Regions from separate parts of the Mus musculus genome. Here regions 1, 3 and 4 are each linked to region 2. A link is a contact called in public ChIA-PET, Micro-C and promoter capture Hi-C data. All regions are on one chromosome and are shown on one strand. The core of a region is the stretch at or near the end of the contact, and the rest is flanking DNA. Distances in the headings are between cores, read along the strand shown. Region 1 holds the start of Slc12a7 (solute carrier family 12, member 7). Region 2 holds the start of Cep72 (centrosomal protein 72). Region 3 has its middle 25 kb from the start of Slc6a19. Region 4 holds the start of Tert (telomerase reverse transcriptase).

The links. Promoter capture Hi-C pulls out the DNA fragments that hold promoters and counts their contacts. Hi-C and Micro-C count contacts between places; a contact is called where the count stands out from the background. ChIA-PET counts read pairs in DNA pulled down with a chosen protein or histone mark.
Region 1: a contact with region 2 is called in a Micro-C map of embryonic stem cells, with 5 times the contacts expected there. The contact joins the promoter of Slc12a7 here to the promoter of Cep72 in region 2. A contact is called at or near these places in 2 of 39 promoter capture datasets (cranial neural crest and pre-B cells), 5 of 484 Hi-C or Micro-C datasets (Sertoli cells, embryonic stem cells, muscle stem cells and 1 more), 3 of 115 datasets of contacts at active chromatin or transcription factors (embryonic stem cells, microglia and pancreatic cancer cells) and 1 of 9 other capture datasets (adipose tissue).
Region 3: a contact with region 2 is called in an RNA polymerase II ChIA-PET map of memory CD8 T cells, with 6 read pairs. The contact joins the enhancer-like site here to the promoter of Cep72 in region 2. A contact is called at or near these places in 4 of 39 promoter capture datasets (cranial neural crest, embryonic stem cells and second pharyngeal arch cranial neural crest), 3 of 115 datasets of contacts at active chromatin or transcription factors (embryonic stem cells, memory CD8 T cells and pancreatic cancer cells) and 1 of 9 other capture datasets (embryonic stem cells).
Region 4: a promoter capture Hi-C map of embryonic stem cells shows a contact between it and region 2, with 2.5 times the contacts expected there. The contact joins the promoter of Tert here to the promoter of Cep72 in region 2. A contact is called at or near these places in 5 of 39 promoter capture datasets (the 3T3-L1 cell line, cranial neural crest, embryonic stem cells and 2 more), 1 of 115 datasets of contacts at active chromatin or transcription factors (large pre-B cells) and 1 of 9 other capture datasets (adipose tissue).

Annotation. Positions count from the first base shown.
Region 1 is chr13:73,762,395-73,765,094 of GRCm38.p6, reverse strand. It overlaps Slc12a7 (solute carrier family 12, member 7), which reads right to left and starts at 1,398. Exons shown (of 24, transcript NM_011390.2): 1 at 1,205-1,398. The coding sequence starts at 1,328.
Region 2 is chr13:74,060,836-74,063,535 of GRCm38.p6, reverse strand. Cep72 (centrosomal protein 72) reads left to right here and starts at 1,251. Exons shown (of 12, transcript NM_028959.3): 1 at 1,251-1,352. The coding sequence starts at 1,274.
Region 3 is chr13:73,724,222-73,726,921 of GRCm38.p6, reverse strand. No RefSeq gene overlaps it. Among named protein-coding and RNA genes, the nearest start is that of Slc6a19, 25 kb to the right of the region's middle. Within about 2 kb of position 1,416, at least 37 of the 459 cell types and tissues checked have an H3K27ac peak or open chromatin away from gene starts, as enhancers often do. A contact at or near this core is called in memory CD8 T cells, where this site is marked.
Region 4 is chr13:73,625,575-73,628,274 of GRCm38.p6, reverse strand. Tert (telomerase reverse transcriptase) reads right to left here and starts at 1,364. Exons shown (of 16, transcript NM_009354.2): 1 at 1,027-1,364; 2 at 1-924. The coding sequence starts at 1,245. RefSeq lists enhancers at 1,425-1,445, 1,586-1,605 and a promoter at 1,275-2,700.

The DNA of each region.
Region 1 (2,700 bases), core at 149-2,648, 300 kb after region 2:
CAGTCCAGCATCTCATGGAGAGGGTCACAGAGTGAGACAGGCAGGCTGCGGACCTGGGCTAGGCCACTTCCGGGCCAGCACTCCTAGTCTATGAATGCAGGCTCCTAAAAGTATGGACTAGAGGAAGCGCAGTTTCTACTGCCTGTATTCTGAGCAGCAAAAGCTCTGATGCCATATATAAAAGATCCGTCCATCTCTTGAGGATTGCACCCTCTTTTCCTTCCAGACCCAGAACCTGGAGCCCAAACCTCCAATGTAAAACTTGGGGTAGGTGCAAGGCCAGCTGCAGCTGTAGGTCTGTGCTGGGTCCTCTCACCTATTAGGGCCTATTAGGATCTAGGTCTAGAAGAGAGTTGGAACAGGGAGGAAGCAGTCAGTTCAAGGTGACTTGCCATCAGCAGAGAGGGTGCTGAGAAGTAGGATGGAGAGAGATTCCCAGGCCCATCACCACCCCGTGGAAAGTGAAAGTGCCAGAGAGCTCCGGATCCAAGGAACAAAGAGCAGCAAAGAGAAGCCCGCGCTCAGAGTGCGCAGCCCCCTCCCCAGGCTTACACGGGCCTCTGTCCTTCCTCTAAGATCCCAAGGGAAGTTTGGCTGGTCCAAGGTCAGTGGAGGCAGATCTGGGATCCCAGTCGGATTTATCGGTTGACCACACTGGGCCATCCTGGAGCAAAAGAAAGCTTGCCCAGAGGAAGCTGTCCGTCAGTGAGATCACCCATCCAGGGGTCTGTACCTCCAGCTCTCCCAGGTACCACCTAGACACCTGGGCCTTCCCGTTCCATAGGTACCTCCAGTAGCTCTGCAACTCCTCCCTAGTCCCGTCAGAGTTGCCAAACCAAGTAGTTTCCGGTGCTCCAGCCTCGATGCTCCAGTCAGGCCATGCAGAGAGGTGGGAACCGCGCCCCCAGGGCTGACTGAGTCAGGCCAACAGGGAGATATGCAGCGGGCGCCTCAAGCAAGGAGCAGAGCACTGAATTCAAGAAACTGAACGAACAGGGCCAACAAACCACCAGCCCAAGAATCCTCTCCCGGTCTCGGGTCACTCCTCCGAGCCAGGCAGATACCAGTTGGCCCTTCTGACCCCTTCCCATCGCCCCGCTACGCGCCGCGCGGGCCGCCGCCAACCAACGAGTCAGAGCGGCCCAGCGGCAGCAGAAGGGCCCAGCCTCTGCCTTTGTCCCGTTGCAGGTGCGGCCAAGCTCACCCGGCGTAGGGGAGGTTTGATCCACGCTCTCGGGAGACTCGGGTTCTTCCGTGCGCTCAGCAGCTTCGTCCCCGGCGCCGTCGGCGCGCGCCTCCACCGGCACCACCGTAAAGTTCGTGGGCATGGCTCCGTTAGACTCTGCTGTCCCTCGCAGCCACACGCTGCTCCAGAGCAGCCGCCGGACTCCGGCGTAGGGGCGGGGTCCGCCCGGCCCGCCCTTGCCCGCCACGTGACCTCACCTGCCCGCCCCCACGGCTCGGGAAAAGTTTGCCCGGGGCGGGGTCGGGAGGCTTCCGGAACGACCACGCCCACCAGACGCTCCACCCCTTAAAACTCCGCCCCTGTAGCCACAGTCTCAGGGTTGCCCCGCCAGAGCCCTGTACCCTCAAGGACTCGGTACGCACAAACCCAACCCCTAGAGGCCACCGCTGAATGAACTGCCCACAGATGCAGACCTCCCTCAGCATAAGAGACACCAGTTCCTCCCCGCAGGACCGCGTCCTCCTCCCATTCCTACTCACAACACAGGCTCAGAGCCCTCCCGCCCTCCAAGAGCCTGTCATTCACCACTTCCACAGCTTCAGTTCTTCCATTCTCATTCCAAACTCCCGTGGGGCTCTTCTCCCACCACCCCACAGGTCATGGCTCCTTTCTCTCAGTTTGCAGCTCCTCATCTCCACCAACGCTGGTGATCTGGGCCCAGGCCCTGACCAGGTCAGGCTGCTAACCTAGGCCAGGGAGTAATGGCCAATCAGGGGACGCTGTGCACCCTGGGGTTAAGTAATCCCACCCAAGAAGGTCACTGGGCTCTGGGACAGGCCTAGCCAGCCAAGCCCGAGACTCTTTGTACCTGCTGGCAGGAGTGTTCCACGATCCAACCTGGGGAACCCTTGCAGCCCAAACTTGGAGGGTGGCAGTTCCTCCCTTTGGCTCCAAGGGCAGGTAAATTCCGAAGGTAGTAGTGACAGGAAGATCCGAGCAAAGAGTTCCAGAACACCACATGGTGGAAGTCACAGATCTTCCGGAATTTCAGGACCTTGTGCATTTTCAATGAAAGACTGGTGAAAAACTGGAAACAAATATTCTTCAAGAGAGAATGGAACTAAAATGTTAGGGTATCATACCCAACACATCCTACAAAAAGCCATAGCCCCCAGGTGCAACAAGTCACCCAAAACTGTTTTAGATGGTCAAAGAGAAACACAGGTGATATGCCTAGAGCTGCTCACAACCTGTGGAACAGGGCCAGCCAGGTGGCCTGGCCCAGTTCAATCAGGGACACGGACTGGAAGGCAGCTGCCGGACCAGTGACACCGCTGGGATAGGCTGAGATACGGGAGTTAAAGGGATTTGCATATCCTACCGATGAGAATAAAACATTTTGAAACTAACTCAGAAAAGCCATTTCTGGGAAAGCCCAACTGTACCCAGTATGGCCGGCTTTCTGCCCTCTGCCAGGAAGGAGCTTGGGGGAAACATGGGCCACTCAGGAATGG
Region 2 (2,700 bases), core at 2-2,501:
TGAGATCAACAGAATGTTCTGGGTAGGACTGCCTGCCAACTCTCCAGGTAGTAGGGAAGACCAGGCTGTGGGACTCCAGCTAAGGAAGGTTCCTGCTAACCTCCAGGTCTAGTTGGGAAAGCTTTATGAACTATGAGGCAGAAGGGATTGTTCCTGATGTGACCCAGCCTGGCTCATCATCTCTATCTCCGAGTCACAACACTGTTCCTTGCTCTGTGTCTTCACCAGCACCAAATCAAGTTCAAGTGCTGCTGGCTCACTCCTAAACACCTCAAATGGAACTTAAGGACATAAAACAGCTTAAATGCATGTAGGTTTGGCCACAGTCTAATGTTACCACGGCAGATGGTATTTAATAAACCACCGGAAAGAGTACTTGGTAGTAATTAATCATTAGCATAACCTTTTACTGAGGCTTGTAAGAAATCATAGGCTTGTAGGAATCTTTGCAGGGTGCAAAGCTAATCCTTGTCCCTCTTTCTTCAGTGAAGATGTAAAACGTTAGTAAACAGAAACGTTACTTCCCAAGTTTCTACTGGCACTTTCATTGCAGTAGAAAAGCTGGTCTTGGGTCTGTCCCTGACAGACCATCCGTCTCCCCAAGGTCCCACTTGGACTCTGATCTTGGTCAGAGAAAATAGAATAAGAGAGGGTGATTGAAATCTGTGTTGTGTCCTGAGGCGCCACATGTCTTAGATGGCAAGCATACAAGCCTTAATTTGCTTCTGAAAAGCTTAGTTATCTCTCCAATGCCTGGAAGTTATTAGTAGACCCCAGGTTTGATGAAAGGACTTTCAATGTGTCTTAGTTAGGAGAAATTTTTTTTTTTTTTTTTTTTTTTTTTTGCACACAGCCTGTCTCTCCAGCCACATGATGAGAACTTTTGGAAGTGCGTGGGGGTTGGCGGGGGGGGGGGGGGGGAGCATCTCAGGGGCTGGGACAGGAAGAAACCTTAGGAGAGAAGGCTCCTGGAGGGAGTAGGAAATGAATGGAAGTGGGAGTAGGTGCGAATGCCCCGGGCACTAACAGCTGTTTCCACAAACCGCACTGAACGCAATGGGGTTGTCCTGGGGAGGAGCCAGAGCAGGGTGAGGTTGCACTCAGAGCTCAGCGGATTAGGATGGCTTGGGTGAACCTGTCCCAAAGAAAGTTTTAAACACAGCCGAAGCTCCGCCCACCCTCCTGGGCCCGCCCCTTGCAGGCTTGGTCCCGCCCGCCCGTTCCAGATCACGTCACAGCGCAGGCGCCGCGCGCCAGCGTCCGGTTTGAAAACATGGCGCCAGGCCAGCGGTTGGTTTTGTGTGAAGAGACTGTACGAGAGCGCAGCGGCCTGGGTCCCCACCGCGACCTGGGTGCGTGGGGGACAGACTGGGTTGGCCTGCCGGGCCTGATAGCTCTGCCTCCGTGCGAATGGCACTTGACCACAAACGGTCTCGGCCCGTGGGGCAAGGAGGCGGGGCCGGCTGGGCGGGTTTGTGGGGAAGGGCGTGGCTAAGGTCCTGGAGAGCCGGTGGACGCGGCCTGGGTTTTCTGTGGGACCGCGGTCAGGCTGAGCCCCCCGCTTCTTTTTTGCAGCAGCTTTCATCTGTCTTCCTGGGTTCCTACATGGCATTTCGCTTATGAAGATGCAGGTCTCTTTTTATATGGTTTGGACATCAAGGCCCCATTACGTTTTGAGCAAGAGATCGTGCGGAATTTGTGTTGTGATTTTTTTTTTTTCCTTTTTAACTTTTTTCCCCTGGACTTTGACAGGGAAACCACGCAGGCCTAGAATTTTCCATTGTTGAAGATTTTCGATTACCATTTTTTAAATTCGATTACGATTTTTAAACTTATAGTGGTTTCACCTAGAGTGCATTTTCGTTATCTAAATCGTTTTTTCTTGATTGTCAACCATATCTACATAGAACTGACTACAGCATTCTCTTACTATTTTATTAATGCTTGTGGGGCCTGTAGGGATATTCCCCATTTTCATAAATGGTACTTAATCTGGCTCTATCTTTCAGTCATGTTGGAGATATACGGTTTTTGGTCATGCCAAAGACACCACTTTTGGGTTGGTTGATTTGTCTTCACTGTTTTTAAATTTTACCTTTTTCTCTGTGCTTGCTTTGCATTTATTTTCCTCTTTAGATTCTAGAAGTGAAACGTGTGGATTAAAGCTTGTTTTATAATTTAAATCTCTTAATCTGTACATTTCTCTTTACGTATCACATAGCTGCACACACTAACACATTTGTTAGTGTTTATATTTCTACTGTGTGTTAAGGTACTGGAGATAGAACATAGGGCTTTGCATATGCTAAGCAAATGCCCTGTCATGGGACTTCACCCCAAACGTTTTTTTAATTTTTCAAGTGTGTTATTAAGCCAAGATGACCTTGATCTCCATTTTTAACGGAACCTGGCCTTGGAATTTTAGTCCGACACTCAAGTGGCTAGGATTGCAGGCAGTTGCCACCATGACTGGTTCTAATTTTCATTGATTTTAATATGCTTTTCAAATATCCCTTTAGGTATCTTCTTAGACCTCCAAATTATTTAGTGATTGCTCACATTTTTATTCTTTAGGGATGTCTTTTTAACGAATTATGTGTCGGGAGGTTTTCTTGTTTTTTTGTGTGTAATTCTATTATTGTCAGAGAACATACTGTGTATGATTTTGGTTCGCTTAAGTCTGCAGAGATTGTTTAATGC
Region 3 (2,700 bases), core at 167-2,666, 340 kb after region 2:
GACATTCTTAGCTTTTGGGTTGGTGAAAGCTAGTGGTCTGCTAAAGTGACACATTGCAAGAATTTATCTAATAGTCATAAGGACATTATGTGTGACACAGAGGTGGTGAGTAACTAAGTATTAAGCATATTAAAGATAGCCCAGGGACTGGTAAGATGGCTCAGCGGGTAAGAACACCCGACTGCTCTTCTGAAGGTCCTGAGTTCAAGTCCCAGCAACCACATGGTGGCTCACAACCTTCTGTAAGGAGATCTGATGCCCTCCCTCTTCTGGTGTGTCTGAAGACAGCTGCAGTGTACTTACATATAATAAATAAATAAAATCTTAAAAGTAAAAGAAAACAATGTTTTTTTTTTAAAAAAAAAGATAGCCCAGGATAATTTGACTCCAGAGCTACAACACTCCAAATCTCCAAAACTCAAGACACTTTAGTCAGCTAAATAGCATTTCGAATATTTATCAAAGGTGTGGCTTTTTTCTGTGAATTCACTGGAACAATGGGGAAAAGGTGGGGGAGACAGACAAGTGGGATCTGCCTTGTTCTGTCCACTAAATTCTGTAATTCTAAACTTCTCTTTAAAATGAGCTCTAAACTTAGAGTCAAACCAATGGAACACATTCATTCTTGAGACACTGGAAGGAGTCAGCTAGTATCTTGGTTGTATCTGACACTTGGCCATGAAGGAGGCCCAGGAGAGCTGGTGCTTCCTTCCTTTCTGCCTCCAGAAGATTCTTACCAGCTACGGGGGCCACAGCAGGTAGGGGCCTGAGCTTTCCTGAGCATTGGAACAGAGACAGGCTATGTTCAAATGAGTTCTGGGTGGGTATCCCTATAGCCTACAGGTAGTTTTTCTTTTGGTATTGTACAAGGATTTTAATCCAACAACATGGCTACTCTGACTGGAATACAGACAGGCTCTTAGCACACACCTTTAATCCCTCTGGCTGCAATACAGACACACTCTTAGCACACACCTTTAATCCCAAATAATGAAAGTAAAGTTAGTTTGTAGAAGGAAGCACCCGTGTTTGAAAGTGATGTCTAATTAAAAAGCAGAAAAGTGATGAATTAGAGAGAGCTTAGACAATAGGATATGCCTGTCACGAGAGCAGAGTGAAAAGAAAGGCTACTTAAGAGAGAGCAGTGCAGAGAGAGAAGGGAGGCAGTTTTACCAGACAGTTGTACAGAAACATGTTGCAGAGAGAGAACAAGCTAGACACAGGTGAAGATGGGATGAGCCAGAGAATGGGAAGGAGCTAGAAGATTAGAACATACTGCCAAAGTCAGTGTGAGGCCAAGCAGATCAATTCAGGAGAAGGCAAGAAAAAAGTCAGATAGACTCAGTCAGCGTGGAGAGGAGTCTGAGGCAGAATGGCTGAGTTAAATCAGCCAGTCAGAGATCAGAAAGAAGTAGGAAGTGGTGAGCATGTTCAGCCGCAAGTCTCAGAGACTGAAAACACTCTAGGACTAGATAAGGTTTACGGAGGCTAGACGCTTCCACGATTAGGACTAGGTTAGGCAGACTCAGTAAGCCTCTGAGTCAATTATATCAGGTGAATAAAAGGTACTTTCACACACACACACACACACACACACACACACACACACTATATATATATATATATATATATATATATATATATATATATATATATTCTCATTCATGAGACTGGCAAAAAGATATAACCTTGTAGATGTATGTGGCCAGGGTCAGTTAGAACATCCCAAATGTTTTCTTGATGTATCACAGTCCTAGCTATAAACTTCTGTCTGTCCGCCTGTCTGTCTTCCTTCCTTCCTTCCTTCTTTTTTTAGATTTATTTATCTATTTTGTATGAGTACACTGTTGTTGTCTTCAGACACACCAGAAGAGGGCATCAGATCCCATTACAGGTGGTTGTGAACTACCATGTGTCTGCTGGAAATTGAACTCAAGATCTCTGGAAGAGCAGTCAGTGCGCTCTGTCTCTGTTTCTGTCTCTGTCTCTGTCTCTCTTCCTCTCTCTCAAAAGTCAAAATCTTCAGTTAAGATTTATTTTATTTATATGAGTGCATGGTAGCTGTCTTCAGACACACCAGAAGAAGGTATTTCATGAGGGTGAACCACCATGTAGTTGCTGGGAATTGAACTCAGGACCTCTGGAAGAGCAGAAGGTGCTCTTACCCTCTGAGCCAGCCCCAACTCCTGTCTTTCTAAGAGGTGCTGGAGCATCTCAGCTGCCCCTCTCTGCTCTTGCTCAGCACCTACACGATGTGGTGGCATTTTCCCAGTGACTGTGAAAAGGAACTTGGTCAGAGTGGGGTATGGGTGCTGGTGGGATCAGGCAAGGTCTGTTCAGGATGGGTCTACCTATGGGAGACACGGTGTGGTCAGTGAAGGTGGCTGGGTCATTGCCTGGGTTTACTGAGCAGTGGTGACCAGGATTTGGCTGTCAGTAGGCACATTACAGGTATTTGAGAACTCAGTATCTATCTTAGAGAATCTCAAGGTCACAATACCCAGAAGCTCTCAAGAGAGATCAATGCTGCATCCCTGGCTACACAACTCTTAGGTCAGCTGCTCAGCTCCTGGCTATGGCCTCCCTGAAGAAGGCCCGCCCTACAACAAGACACATCTTTTTGATAGTCCACCAGTGCCCTGGATATCCAAGCTCACACCTAAGATTTCTGGGTGAGTGGACAAGAAGACTCTGTGACAG
Region 4 (2,700 bases), core at 115-2,614, 440 kb after region 2:
GAGTGGTCCTGATGTCCTAGGCCTTGAGCCCAGAAAGATGATCTCCACCAGTCTCCTGGCCCCAGTCAAGTTAGGCTGGAGGTTGCTGAGTAGGAATGAGGGGTTTAGACGCTCTTGGCCATCTCCCCTGGAGTAAAGGAAATGTCTGGTCTCAATAAATGGCCTGAGCTGAAAGGCATTTTGGCGGGGTGGTGACAGCAGAGATGTGGAGCTGGGCTTGTGTTTACAGCACACCGACCCAGAGAGACTCAGGTCAGACACCTTTCCTTTAGAAGACAAATCTTTCTCTGCAGTAGGCACCTCGGGGGACCGAGCAGGACTTGGCACCCATGATTTGCCTGATGGGGTTGGTAGCACCTGCCTGTGGGGTCCCTCCTCCACTCTCGGGACAGGATAGCATCTGGCCTTCTTAGCTGAAGGCACACTTGTACTGGTGAGACTCAGATGCCTCTTTGTACCTCGAGATGGCAAGGCCAGGGGTTTCGGTGCTTCCTGGCGACTACTGCTCTTGATCTGTTGTAAGAACCTAAGGTTAGTGAAATTCCTGCCCACGGGTCGGGTGGGCCTGTAACTAGCGGACACAGAGGGCCAGATATCCGTGGTGGCACAAATTTGGTACAGGGGAGACCCACACACCTGGTAGGCACAGCTGGGGGGCACCAGAAGATAAAGAGCACAGTGTGCCAGCAGGTAGACCAGCAGGTCGTCGCCCACTCGGCTCAACAGTAGCATCCATGCACCACTGACACGCAGGGTCTCAATAACAGTGTTGGGCAAGTAGCTACGCACGCTACTAGTGAAGGCCATGGGAGGCCCGCCTCTGGCCTCGTTAAGCAGCTCAAAGCCAAAAGCCAGCACGTTTCTCTCGTTGCGCTCGCAGAGTCTCTGCACAACCCTGGCCACCAGCTCTTTCAGGGATGACACCTGGTAAGGAGAAGAGGGTCTTGACACATGAGCTAGACGCACTATCCCACGTCCTCCCGGCTTTCCGCCCCTGACCCATGGGGATCCCGCCTGGAGGCCCACCTGGTGGAAGGAAAGGTCGGCAGGTGGAGGCTGTGAGCCCCAGTGCATGCACACTAGGCATTGGGCAACCAAAGTGCGGTAGATCTTCGGGTCCCCGGGTTGCACAAGCCGCCTGCCCTCGGGCCCCAGGCGCCGCACAAAGGTTGCCAGCGGCCACACCTCCCGGTATCGGCTGCGCAGCAGAGAGCGCACCGCGGGGCAACGAGGAGCGCGGGTCATTGTGCTCAAGGCCGGGATGGGCCTCCCACGTGCGGGAACCAAGATGCAAGGGTGTGCTTAGAAAACAGCCAGGACCCAGGCCACTGAGAGTCCACGACGAAAAAGATGAGGCTGGGAACGGAGGAAGGGGCGGGATTCAGGCGGACCAAGCGTTGTAGCGGAAGGGGCGGGGTCGCAGCAATAGTACTTTTCCGTTGATGGTCACAATGCTGGTGCATGAGGACCAGGTGTGTTCCCCGGCCAAGTTCAGTGGTTGCTGGATGTGTTGGAGTAACGAAAGGGGGCGCACTCATGCAGGATTTCCCTCTACAGAATGCTTCTCGGGCTTCCTTTTCGCCCTGAGCTGGGAATCCCCAGGTGGTCTAGACTGGGGCGAGGTTTGGGCAAGCAAAGAAGCCTATCCTTGATGTATTGAAGGTTAGGTAGGCGGAGGGACCTAAGGTTTTGCCTGTTCCTGAGCTGACTGCTCCAGCCTGCTGTGGTTGACACAGACAGTGAGGTGGGTGGTGGCAATCTCAGTTCTTAATGATTACAGCTGAAATTCTACTATATAGGTTAAGGCTTTATTGTGGTGCGACCATACACTCAGATCCCAAATATGTTCCGTAAACACCCACCACCAAAGGAAGGGGACTAGGTAAAAGCCCTGCGTTAGCTTTTTTCACTGTTCCAGTGGCCTTCACCTCAGAGTCCAGAGCATCATCTCAACTCACGCACCCATAGCAAGGCCAGGGCCATTGGGTGAGGGCGCTTGCCTGTGCACACAGCCAAAGCGGCGACCTCGACCTTAGGATGGCAGCTCTGCTAGGTTGGCAACTGTGATAGTACTTGCACGTGTGAGGCGGGGGTAGGATAGGGGTGGGGGTTGTTGTTGGGGCATATGTAATGACACGACTCTGAGCCATAGTTAGAGAGGGGCTGCTGAATTTTGAATCTCTGGGAAATAGGGAATCTGTGATCTCTACTGTAGCTGAGTTTGGCAAACACTGAAATGCTAACAAATATAACCTTTGGTGCCTTCAGCTTTCTGAGGAAATTGCTTCTATCCACCGACCTAGCATTTGAACAGGCGCGTTTTCATATTTACTCCCTTATAGGAGGTCTGCCGCCTTGTAAATGCTCAGGATTACAGGAGCTATTTTAGAAGTCCGTTTAGTGGACATCAGTCTTTTTGAGGGGTTTGTTTGAGATTTGCTTAGTTCTGCTACTTAGGAGATATGGGCCTGAACTGAGAAATTTATGCCAACAATGAAGCTACCTTAGTGTAGTTCCCCAAAGAAACCAGCATAGAAAACAGTCTCAAAAATAAGAATATCGCGGGGCATGGTGGTGCACACTTGTAAGCTACCTTAGTGTAGTTCCCCAAAGAAACCAGCATAGAAAACAGTCTCAAAAATAAGAATATCGCGGGGCATGGTGGTGCACACTTGTAAGCTACTCTTGGGAAGTAGAGGC